2 separate regions of the Hordeum vulgare genome follow, and region 2 is linked to region 1. A link is a contact called in public Hi-C data. All regions are on one chromosome and are shown on one strand. Each heading gives the region's core, a stretch centred on a gene start, on an enhancer-like site or on the middle of the called end of the contact. The rest is flanking DNA. Distances are from core to core; before and after follow the strand shown. Region 1 holds the start of LOC123444278 (putative methyltransferase DDB_G0268948). Region 2 has its middle 140 kb from the start of LOC123444280.

What was found. A called contact is a pair of places that touch in the nucleus more often than the background predicts.
Region 2: a Hi-C map of leaf shows a contact between it and region 1, with 5 times the contacts expected there. The contact joins the enhancer-like site here to the promoter of LOC123444278 in region 1. A contact is called at or near these places in 2 of 6 Hi-C or Micro-C datasets (leaf and seedling).

The regions. Positions count from the first base shown.
Region 1 is chr3H:463,378,466-463,384,566 of MorexV3_pseudomolecules_assembly, forward strand. LOC123444278 (putative methyltransferase DDB_G0268948) reads left to right here and starts at 2,465. Exons shown (of 2, transcript XM_045120956.1): 1 at 2,465-2,949; 2 at 3,055-3,797. The coding sequence starts at 2,800. The coding sequence ends at 3,690. It overlaps LOC123444277 (violaxanthin de-epoxidase, chloroplastic), which reads left to right. Exons shown (of 3, transcript XM_045120955.1): 2 at 1-434; 3 at 643-1,008. The coding sequence ends at 312.
Region 2 is chr3H:463,742,506-463,748,606 of MorexV3_pseudomolecules_assembly, forward strand. No RefSeq gene overlaps it. Among protein-coding and RNA genes, the nearest start is that of LOC123444280, 140 kb to the left of the region's middle. Within about 2 kb of position 2,431, at least 2 of the 3 cell types and tissues checked have open chromatin away from gene starts, as enhancers often do. A contact at or near this core is called in leaf, where this site is marked.

The DNA of each region.
Region 1 (6,101 bases), core at 1,215-3,714:
AAAGAGTTTTGGACAGTTGTCGATGTTTCGGATGATTTCAGCTGGGGTCTGTTCCATTACCATGGAGCTGCTCAGGCTGCTGGACAATCATACACTGGAGCAGTGCTTGTTACCCCTGATGGGTCTTATCCTGATGGGGACAACCCAAGATTGGACTCTGCTTTGGAGAAATGTGGTATCAAGAAATGGGAGCTTTTTATGGTTGACAACTGCTCCTGCACGGGTGCGCCTTTGGGAACTCCCGAAGGTTCACGGCTGCATTACCAGATTGCTCCAGGAAAAGAAGCTGATATTATGCAGAGAATTCTCTGATGAATTGTTCACACAGCATGAAAGGGGAAATTTCTTTCCCAACTGATGTACATGTGCACCTCTACTTACACGGCTGTAAAGAATGGCGGCGCATCTTGCCAAATGGAACTTATTTGTAACTGGTAGGTATATTTTCTCATTCTTACATATACTGCTACTTGTCATATAATACATCACCTTTCTTGTTGCCATCATCATGCCCAATGCTTAATAACATAGATAAAGGGTTCCAAGTCAATAAATAAACTAATTCGATACAAGATTGTTCAGTAAAACTCTCCTGTGTTTCCAAATTGTCAATTGGGTTTTCTGCTTTTCTCATCATGACAGGTTGAGAGCATGCGGTGTTCAAGGGGTGTCTTCAGTACCTGTATAAATCCTGGATGCTCACACATAGCAGGACATAGGCCCGCATCCTGTGCTCGCTATGCCAGTCCCACTGTCCCCGATCTCCAACAACAGCCTCTCTGCAGTCTGCTGATGCCCCATTTCGTCCGCTGTACAATTACCTTGTGCAGTAAACGTTGCTCGTAGAAACTTGTACATTTATAGGAGAGTGTTATGTGACGCCTGTTGTTACGGTGCTTATATCTTTTACTGCCTGTTGTAAACCTGTAGTCAAAACAAGCCATTAGTTTGTAGATAACCAATGAACCAAATACTCTCTCCGTTCCTAAATATAAGTCTTTTTAGATATTTCACTAGAAGACTACATACGGATGCATATAAACATATTTTAGAATATAGATTCATTCATTTTGCTTCGTGTGTAGTCTCTAGATGAAATCTCTAGAAAGACTTATATTTAGGAACGAAGGGAGTACTAAATAGTTAATGCATGTGTTGTTGTAATGTTTAAGCATCTTGAAGTGTTCTCACTTAGAGCATCCTAGTAGACACCGTAAAAGGGTCGAACCTGCAAAATTCCGGCCAGTATACGGGTTTGGTCTGTTTTAGTGGTTAGAACAGACCCTGTCTCGTATGTTCGGCCCGTAAATTTTTTACCGCGGCCCGCAAAAAGACCCCTCGAGCCGGCATATATATGGTTTTACAGCGCGTTTACGGGTCGAACCCTAACCTCCATCACCGTAGCTCCGCCGCGATTCAAACACCCACTCCGCCCTAATTTCTCGTCGTCGGCGAGACAAAAAAACCACCAGCGGGCTGTCCCGACCATGGACGGCCATGGAAATGGAGGGGATGACGCCGAGCGTCGTCGCCGCCGCGTCTCCGACGCCGCACGCAAGCCGGGATCCCGGAGGTGGCTGAAGTATGGCCTCCGGCCGCCGCAGGCTTTCGAGCGTCACGAGCTCGAGGCGTACGAGCTCGCGGCTCGACGCGTCGGCTCCTTTGCTGCTGGGAGTTCGTTCGCGGGCGCGTCGTCCTCGCGGACCATAACTCCGGTGAGGAGAAGGGCGGAGGAGCTTGGGCCGCTCGCCGTCAAGCTCGAGGACGACGTCGACGAGCTGCGTGGAGGGGTCATCGACCCCGAGGATTACCTCCCCCCTCGGGGTGGGAGGATCACCTCATGCGCCATCATGGAGCGCTCGGTGAGGGAAGCGGTGGAGGACGCCGCGCGCAACCGTCGCTAGCTGGAGATCGAGCAGATCTTCCTCGAGCAAGGGGTCACGGCGTCGCAGGCGAGTGTGTCCAAGGAGGCGGACCTGCGCATCCTGAAGGCCGAGCAGGACAAGATGTGGATCGACCTCGACTCCACCTCCGATGAGGAGTAAGCTCCTCCTGCTCCTCCGCCGCGCCGTCGTCGCCGCACCCGTCCTTTTTGGTAGCATTGGGTCGGGTACGTTGCACGGCCCTCAGACCCTCCCCCTAGTAGTAGTATGCCGAACTAATGTAGTTTGATGAAGAACTGATGTAATTTTTACAATAACCATGCCTATGTTCGATGAATGATGTAGTAGTTGCTTCCCGCGAGCACTTTTTTCTTCAAATTTTATAATTTCATATACAGGGTCTGCAACGCAACATTTCGTCCCGTAAAACCTTACTTTATCGAATTGTAAAACGGTACACGTTTACATGTCGTGATTTTACAGTGTTTGTTAGATATGGTCTTATGGGTGCTGAAGCATATTGTGGATGCTCAGATAGTTCAGTTCGGTGCATACAATCATGTTGGCGAAGCAAAAATGGTGTGCACCACACAAGCTGGAGTAAGCAAAGTCGCATACGTCTGGTTGACCTGCTTTATACCCGAAACCCACAGGTTTCATTCAGATGTGATGCGTTCCAATGGATACGTGGCAGTGTAAAGTCTGAGAAACAAATTGCTGCAGTTTACAATTCTGAATCCTAGATTCCTACTGTAGTGGATAATTCATGGCTACATTTTTATATGGATCATGTGACCACATTGACTTTGACTTTGACTCTGACCTCCGTGATAATAGTCTATAAATTCCATCCAGATCCAGCCCTTCAACTGCAATTCGCACTTTATAGACCGACGGTTGATAGCAGAGCACAAGAATGGCGGGGCTGTATGAGAAGCCGTCGGAGACGTACGCCGAGAAGCGGCCGCGGTACCCCGAGGAGTGGTTCTCCAAGCTCGCCTCCCTCACCGCCGGCCACCGCCGCGCCTGGGACGCCGGCTGCGGCAGCGGCCAGGCCTCCGTCAGCGTAAGCCTCCAACCCTTTAAGCCACGCCGTCTGTTTGTCTGATCTGAACTCTGAGATGAGTCGAGCGAGCACCTGAAAAAACGAACCCCCCTCCCTCCTCCTCAGATCGCGGAGCACTACGACGGCGTGGTGGCGACGGACGTGAGCGAGGGCCAGCTCCGCCACGCCATCGCGCACCCCAAGGTGCGGTACCTGCACACGCCGGAGGGCCTCCCGGAGGACGAGCTCGTCGCGCTGGTCGGCGGCGAGGGCTCCCTGGACCTGGTCGTCGTGGCGACCGCGATCCACTGGTTCGACGTCCCGCTCTTCTACGCCGTGGTGAACCGCGCCCTCAAGAAGCCCGGCGGCGTGCTCGCCGTGTGGGGGTACAACTACGACATCCACCCGTTCGGGGAGAAGCTGCAGGGGACGCTGTACCCGGCCATGCGGCCGTACATGGACCCGAGGACGAGGCTGGCCATGGAGCGGTACCACGAGCTGCCGTTCCCCTTCGAGCCCGTCGGGGTGGGCCGCGAGGGCGAGCCGGCCGATGTCGACATGGAGGCGGAGATGACGCTGGAGGACCTGGCCGGGTTCGTGATGACCGGCTCCGTCGCGACGACGGCCAGGGAGAGAGGGGTGGACCTGGAGGCGCTGGTGAAGGATGTGATGAAGGAGATGGAAGAGGGGTGGGGGGATCTGCCGACGGTGCCCAGGAAGCTTGTGTTCAAGGCCTTCATGCTGGCTGGGAGGCCCATGTGACGTGATGATGAGCTGCTGGGTGTGGTGAATTGTGATCAGTGACCTTTGTTTTCTCTTGGTCAGAATAACATGTACGTTCCTAAATATAAGTCTTTTAAGCGATTTCACTAAGGGTCTACATACGGAGCAAAATGATTGAATATATACTCTAAAGTATGTCTATATACATCCGTATGTAGCCCACTAGTGAAATCTCTACAAAAACTTATATTTAGGAACGGAGGGAGTAGAGTAAAAGTTGACTGCTTATTACTCCATCCGTTTCAAAATCTCTACTATCAAAGCAAAGTTGTTGGTTCGCCTCATGACGGGGTAATGGCGCCGGGTATATCAAAGTGGAGGAAATCTCACTCCAACACATTTAGGCGTCGGCTGCGGTTCGTCTCACCGTCGTGTTGCTGGCCGGCTAGCGCCAACGATAGCCGGCGGGTCAACGCCCGTACTAGCGTACGATGACAATCCCTTGAAGGAGCATGCATGGTTAAAGTGCGTGTTGACAGATCCGACGAGGCTACAGGGCGCCATGATGCAAGCATGACAAGGCTATAGGGGCATCGACACCATGATGCAAGCATGACAAGGCTATAGGGTCATCGATCACTTTCGAGGCTGATTGGGCGAGCCCGTTCTCTAGCAAAGCCTGTGCCTACCAACTCCTTGACGACCGGCGTGCTTACCGCTGTGGTGCTTGACCAGCGGGTCCGTGTCAGACAATACTCGACAACAGATGGGCCCACAGCCAGCCAGAGAGGCTCGCAGCCGGGTCCCGACCCTTCTTTTCCCCCACTATTGTAATCCAAACCCTAGCCCCCACATAGAGGGGTTGGTTTGCTCCCGAATACTCACAACACTCCACATTACACACCCCATAGAGGTAGCGAGACTCGTAGCGAGAGCTCTATCTTTCTACTCATGAACAGCTTAAGGACGCGCCTATATTGTGATCACCTATAGTCACACGAGCAGGATTAGGGGTTTTACCTCATCGGAGGGCCTTGAACCTGGATAGATCGACGTCATATGTCTTGCACCTTCATCTGTTCCCAGACGCCGCCGGCGCACGTCAGTCCCAAACTACGAACTAAGTCATCCCCTCGCATCTGTCGTGGAAATACCACGACAGTTGGCCTCACCATGGGCCCGATAGCAACGTCGGCCGGAGTAACGTTTCGGGCGGGACCCTTCACCCTTTTTGACGTGCTCGTGGCGCACGGCTTTGTCATGGGCTACGGTGGCGCTCGACTGCGTCAACGACAATGCCCACTGCCTCGAGGACGTGGACTTCCCCATCGATGGCTCCATCGTCCCATTCGGCTCGCACCATGTCTACGTCGCGGTCGTCCTCGACGAGTACCCCGCCGAGGTGCTCAACTGCGACGAGCTGCCATCGTCTGACAACGACGACCTCTCCATCAACCTCGACGACCTCTGCACCCACGTGGAGGTAATGTCTATCATCTCGCTGGGTAGTACATCAGCGTACCGGACCCTGCTTCGCGTCGCAGTGGACACACTGCACGAGCAAATCCCGATTGTGGCCGACCCTACGGCCGCAACCGCGGAACTGGACACCCGCCGCCAGCGTGTGCTCGCGGAGGCGAAAGCGCTCGAGGCTATCCAGCGCGAGTTCGAGGCCGCTCGACACGAGTTCAACGCGGCCCACAACCTCACGCTGGCTGCCCCCGGGCCTAGCCGACCGGGGGAAGCATGAGTTCAGAAAGTGTTTGGTATTATCAAAAACTGTTCAAAAATATCAAATTTTGTTTAATTTTTAAACTAAGTTCATGTTTAAAAATTGTTCCTAAATTTCGACAAATGTCCTGCTTTTAAAAAATGTTCTTAATTCAAAAAAATTGTCATTTTTAAAACTATGTTCATAAATATAAAAAATGTTTGTATTCTCAGAAAACTTTTCTGGATTTACAAAAAATGTTCTTCAAATTCAAAAAGTGTTCTAAATTTCAATTAAGTTTCCATTTTCATAAACATTCCTAACTTCAAAAAATCTTCAGGATTCTCAAAATATGTTCTTGATTTTCAAAAATTGTTCTTCAAATTCGGAAAATGTTTTAGCTTTTTTAAAAAATGTTCTAAATTTAAAATAGTTGCCGTTTTTAAGAAAAGATTCATAACTTCAAAAAATGTTTGCGATTTTCCAAAAATGTTCGGTATTTAAAAAAATGATGATATTTTAAGATAATGTCGGTATTTTCAAAAAAATGTGCTGTATATTCAAAAGAACTCGAGATATCAAAATTTTGTTTAATTGTGAAACTAGGTTCGTGTTCTAAAATTGTTCTTAATTTTTGAAAAATGTTCTTGTTTTAGAAAATGTTCCAGATTTAAATTTTTTGGCATTTTTCAAGCATTGTTCATAAATTCAAAAATAAATCTTGATTTTTAAAAATTAT
Region 2 (6,101 bases), core at 1,181-3,680, 360 kb after region 1:
TTCATACTCTCCAAACATGTCGGTTGAGGCATATTCAACAATGACATTCTCTATGCCCACAGGGTCCCGTCATCACTGGTGATGTCGGGTTGAAAGTTGAAGTGAGCTTCAAACCTTTTCCCTTAGGGTTCATTGTATCCCAGAAATTGCTGATACAGAATAATGAGATTCTGAGATCTGAATCTAGTGCTTTATGACGTATAAGACAATATTTTTCTGTTAGCGGTGTGATCCTAACTAGAGGTGAATCATGTGGTCTTGGATTTCACACATTATCTCAAGAGACGCAAGAGTCATCAGGATGTCCATGGCCCGGAAAGGGCAGTGGTGGCCACTGAGGGCGAAGCCTTAATTTCCCTAGCCATCGGTTATGAGAGATAATTAATTTACGGTCAGTAAATTAAAAACCATGATGGTTGATGTTGTAATGAACTTAGCAAAATTAATGGGTATTTTATGAAGTTATCTTGAAACCATTAATGTGAATCTTAAATTGCAAAGTATGACACCTTGAAGATAATCTTCAAAATGGAGTGGATCTCGCATCACTAGGGAGTATAATCTGATGAAATTAGTAGATACTCACTCGTAATGCCTTGTGCCATGACTTAGAAAAATGTGTCGGAGAGCACTTTGTAAAGTAACCATAATGTCAAAACTAGAAAATGTAAGCTTTATCAATAGTCATCGATAATCTGCATAGGCAGTAGATCCATATGACTACCTTGTGATTCCAAGCATAAAATTGAAGAAATCACTTTGAATTTTGCATATGTATTTGCAAGAAATTGAAAATCTCAAACTCAAATAGACGTATTAATCTCGACATGCGTTTAACATGGAAATAAATACATCATAGAAATATTCTGGAATACCTCGTACTAAACGAAGAAAAGTACTGGAGAGGTACTGAATTTATCTTTGCAAGACATTAAAAATCTCTATTGCAAATGGACGTAATTAATCTCAACACGTGATAAACGTGAAAATATATTACATCAACTTAAGATCTGGAATATAACTCGGTAGTCAACAGAAACACACTACTATTGTAATGAATAGTAATGATGTTGCAAACTTGATGCTTAAGTGAAAAACTTCAATTGTGAAGACCTCAAATTAAATGAGATGTTCTTTTATCAAGTTGCAAGATAATTCAGCAGGGTGAATTAATATTTTGCGAGAGAAAATTAACCCTCAATCGCAATAAGATTATTTAGCGAGAAAATATATATTTCTCAATCGCAAATCAATATTGTTATGCGAGAAAAGTTAATCTCAATCGCATAAACAATGTCGTTGTATAGGGCATTGCAATAGCAAACACATATACACATTTCTGGAATTTTAAAACTCAACAGAAAATAGGTTAATTGCATATTTATGCATACATGATCTAAAGATGACAAGTGCTAATGAATAGCACTAAGAGTTTGACCATGTTGAATTATCCTGAAACGTTCACGAATTAGTCGCGAGGCATATACACACAGGCCTATTATGTAAATAGACGAAGCCGCAAGGGCTAAAGTGTATAACTCGTGAAGAGATGAGATTCCATCTCTTTTCTCCCAACCGATTTCCACCACGAGAAATCACGTAACCACCTCGTTGCCGTTTTGGCTCGACGGCCAGGGCCGCGACTATGGTCCTGCCGTCGTCTCCACCATGGGGAGCCACGCCAGAGGGGGTAGCCGCCTCTGGGGTTGCAACCGTATGGAAGTTAAAAAGGGGAGATTTCCTTCTAATTAAAATGCGTGTTTAATTGTAACAGTACAGACACCCCTTGAAGACATCTTTTTGGATAAGTATATAAGATATCATCATCAATAAAGATGACGCAGTTTCATCACTCTCGTTTTAATCTAAATAGATAGGAAAGAACTTTTAGGGGGCGCTTTGTCAGTTCCACGTCACAACATATCTGCCAATCTTATCGCATCCGCACGCATGCATGGAAAGTAAACGGATGGCCGGCATTGACGTCCCTGGCATGCCTGCAATAACATTACTTTGCCTCTCGGTCAGCAACATTCGAATCACAACAAGCACGTACAGTTTGAGTCTGATTTTCCCTGCAAGCATGGCTTTTGAGACCGCGTGCAAATGATGTAGCACTTCTACTGAACAAAGTTCAGTGAGATATTCTGTCCCAGTATTTCACGCAGTGAGAAGCACGCGTCGCGTGAGTGACGCGTTAAACTGGGAGCGAGCTTTGCTTACATGTCAATGTCACCTAGATTAGCACAAACCAGCGCGTTTTCCTCGTGCATGCCGACATTTTCTTTTTGCTGGTGACATGGAACTGGATTAAAGCCACACTATCGCTTATATTTTGCGCTGGACCGCACGTTGTACTCTACTGCGGTGTGGAGACTCGCGAGCCACGTGTTCCCGAAAAAGGATCAGGTTGCGCGTGGCGAAATAAAAGATCACACTACTGCCCAGCGCGTGCCGCCGTTGTCGGCGTCAACTGTCGAGCGTCTTCTCCTCTCTATCCCGTCCTGCTATCCGAAACGAAGCAAAGGTCTCCGTTTGTTCGGTTTGAGAATGGACTTCTCCCTGCCGATTGACACGGAAAAGAAATCGCGTGCAGAATCGCTCCCTACGAGACACCTTTGAGAATTGACGCCCCAAGGCCAAACTCACTATTTGACCCTTATGAGAAAGTTTAGCACGAGTTCCGTTTGTAAAATTCTCCCTTTGTTTTTAAATATAAAATATTTTAGAGATTTTATTATAAACTACATACAGATATACGTAGATATATTTTAGGATGTAGATTTACTTATTTTGGTTCATATCTAATCTATATTAAAATTTCTAAAAAATCTTATATTTAAGAACGAAGGGAGTAATAATCAGATTTGACGTCTTTTTACCATCAACCAACCACGGTAGGCTGTCAATGTGGCAAGTGGCTACCGCCATAGCCTTTGGCGGTAGCACCTGGACCTGATGCTACGAATAAAGTGTGTTTCTCCATAGTATTGAAGTCAGGGTCATCTTCAGAAATTTGGTGCCCCGAACGAAAATCGAAATGTGGCCCCAATTTTTAAACAATTCACATAATAGAAGAATTAATACGCGAGCATACTCTTTTTTGTTATAAAATTTCAACTTTGTTTTATTTGTTCCTTATTTAGGCGTATATCAAGAAAAAGTCTATCCCTCAACCGACAGATCGAGCGGGGAACATCCGCCACCTCCTTCGATCGACACGTGGCGTTATTGGACCACGGATGTCTCTCTCCCTCATCTTATCTCTTCTGCAATCTCTCTCCATTACGCATCAATGGTATTCAGCTTTGCCGAGAGGAGATGGCAGCCAGGTGACCTGGTCAGAGGTTCGACGCTCGCCGGCGGCGACGCGATGGCGGGGGTAGGCCCTTCCCTGCCTCCATCCTCCCGCCGGCCCTTCCCTGCCTCCATCCTCCCAAACCCCCGCGCCACCAGTCGCTCGTCCCTCTGCTTCCTCTCCCTCTCCTTTAATCTTGCAGCCATTCATTTCCTCTTTAGTTTTTCTGCAACACGGTCGTTGTTTCTGTAACGCGGTTGTTGTTTCAGGAGTTAGAGAAATTGTTTCTGCAACCCGTTTGTTCTTTTAGGATTTATTTCTGCAATACGGCCGTTGTTGTAGAAAGACGAAGGAAAACAAATCTGCAACAAAAGGATTGTTTCTGGAACTCGACTTTTGTTTCAGGGATTAATGGGTCCAAAGTTTAGTTTTTACAACAAAGCAAATGTTTCTGCAACTCGATCGTCGTTTCAGGAATCACTCGTTGCCGGCCTAAGCCTGTGCCCGGATCGAACAAGAATCAAACGAGTGTACGTATAGATCGAACGGTTGTTGAGGTGACGGATGTTTACTAAACACAGGCGTAGCAGCCCCATATATCAAACACTAATGTTAAAAAGGTAAAGGGATTAAAATCAATGAACAGACCTCATGTTCTACCAAAAAGAAGCATCCGTCTAGCCCCCTTCATTGGCAAAGTTACCATCATCAATTTCTGCATCATGAGCCTCAACCTCGTGTGACGAGCCGGCGACCGACGGACAAGGCTGGACGCCAACCAAAGGACAAATATACGTACGTAGCTAGGCATAACCATACGCTCGGGGCATAGCGGTATAGTGGTTGGGACATGGACAAGATGCACTAGTAAGTTCGTTTATAAAAAAGCTAGAGTACTATTGGCAGCACTCTATGACCGTTCTCAGACGAAAGCAATGGACTATATGCATGGCGCATGGAGGCCATCAGGCCAAGACCAGACCTAGCATGCATCTAGATGGCTAAAAAGCCTGCAGATATTGTGATCGCCTTTCTCTCCACCGGTCCGCAACAAGAGACCTTTTTGCCAAATCTCTTGCACCATCCGTTTTGAAGATCGAGGCAGAAGAATCCGATCCATTCCTCCATCGGTGACGTACCAACAGCATACCGGCGTAGCTGATCATTTGACCGTTTCTGGGCCATCCATGTCGCCCGGCTGGATTCTTTCTCAGCCATAGCGGTGCTTTGGACCTATGCTTTTTAAGCATCCACACCCGCATATAACAAATATGATCTCTTAAAAATTTCACATACAAACCCGGTCAATGGCCGACGTGTTTTCTATTTATCCGTCCGTATAACAATATATTTTTTTCTCATATGTCCGATCATTTACATGTAATTAATGAAACGAAAAGAGAAAAAAAAAAGAATGAAAAAAGGTAGGGATGAGCTTGCGTCTTACGTGACGGACTGACGTGACGCGCTCGGGTGTATCTGCAATTCCTCATACTCTTTTTATATTTATCCTTAATATGAAGATTCGCGGACTGACCGGATGTATAGAGATGATATGATGGATCTAGTTAGATCATTTTTTTCTCTTTTTTTTCTTGACCGAAGTACGTTATGTATGAGAGATCGTTTGAGCCATCTGGTTATAGATGTTCTTAGCAGTTCAAGCAGAGATATGACATTCGAAGGAACGAAGGTATGTGGTTGTCAAAATTGTGGCCAACTTTTGGTCAATTTGTTTTCAAGCAACCAGCAGAAACTTCTCCTGTTTATTAAGAAAGAACACGAATCAGCCTATCGATAAGAAGATCAAACAAAAATGATATTGTTAGACTGAAAATTAGCAGAGGCACGCACCTGCGCGGCATAGCATCACCACTCGCTGCGGTCAGACTTGTGCATGCGTTTGGTTGTTCACATCGTTTACAATTTGCATACTCGTTTCTTTAGGGCCTGGTTAATCATGTGCATATAAAAACCCATCATCATATGTTTGGTTGCTCACATTGTGGGTGTCCATTTTTTGATAAAGGGAATATATTAATACCATAAAGATATCAATTATATCCAGGCTCTGCAATAATGCAATACCGTAGCGGCATTATGGTTGCGCATAGTGAAAAAAGAAAAAAGAAGCTAAAAATGGAAAGCCCCGCTACACAGTTTCAGTCCTTGCAACAACAATATAACCACCACCAAATCAATATCTGAAGTCCAAGTTCTCTAAAAGCGACGACTCAAAGAAGGAAACGATTCACAAGCGTCGTCGTCACCCGATCGTAGATCTTGGTTTCACCCTAAAGATAGTCTCTGCTCTCAAAACAATGCCTTCAACAAAGTCATTGTCAGACACAACCAATTAAGGTCAGGCCTTGAATTTTCATCCTGAAAGGTAAGACGTTGAACATTCACATATATTGTCGCCCCCCACTTACATACCACTGCTACGAATCCTGAATCTCCAAGCAAGTTCCTCACCGCCGTCGGCTCCAATCACCACTACGAGTCCTCCAACATCGGCTTCCATGACATTCTCTGCATGTGACCTCACCATGGAGCAAAACATAACTCACGATGGAAACATATAGCAGAGCTTCGCGCCGCTCCCTCTTATACAGAGGACCAATGGGCACGAACGAACCTCACCTGATCCAGCAGTCTCCAGGCATAACACACCCATGGTAGTTCGCCAGCGGAGCCTTCCGGAACCCGACACTCCAGCCATATCAGAAGGACATGCGTCAGGCAAATCTTTTTCTTGACGTAAGAGGAACAGGACCGCCGCCATTATTTTGTAGCCTCGCAG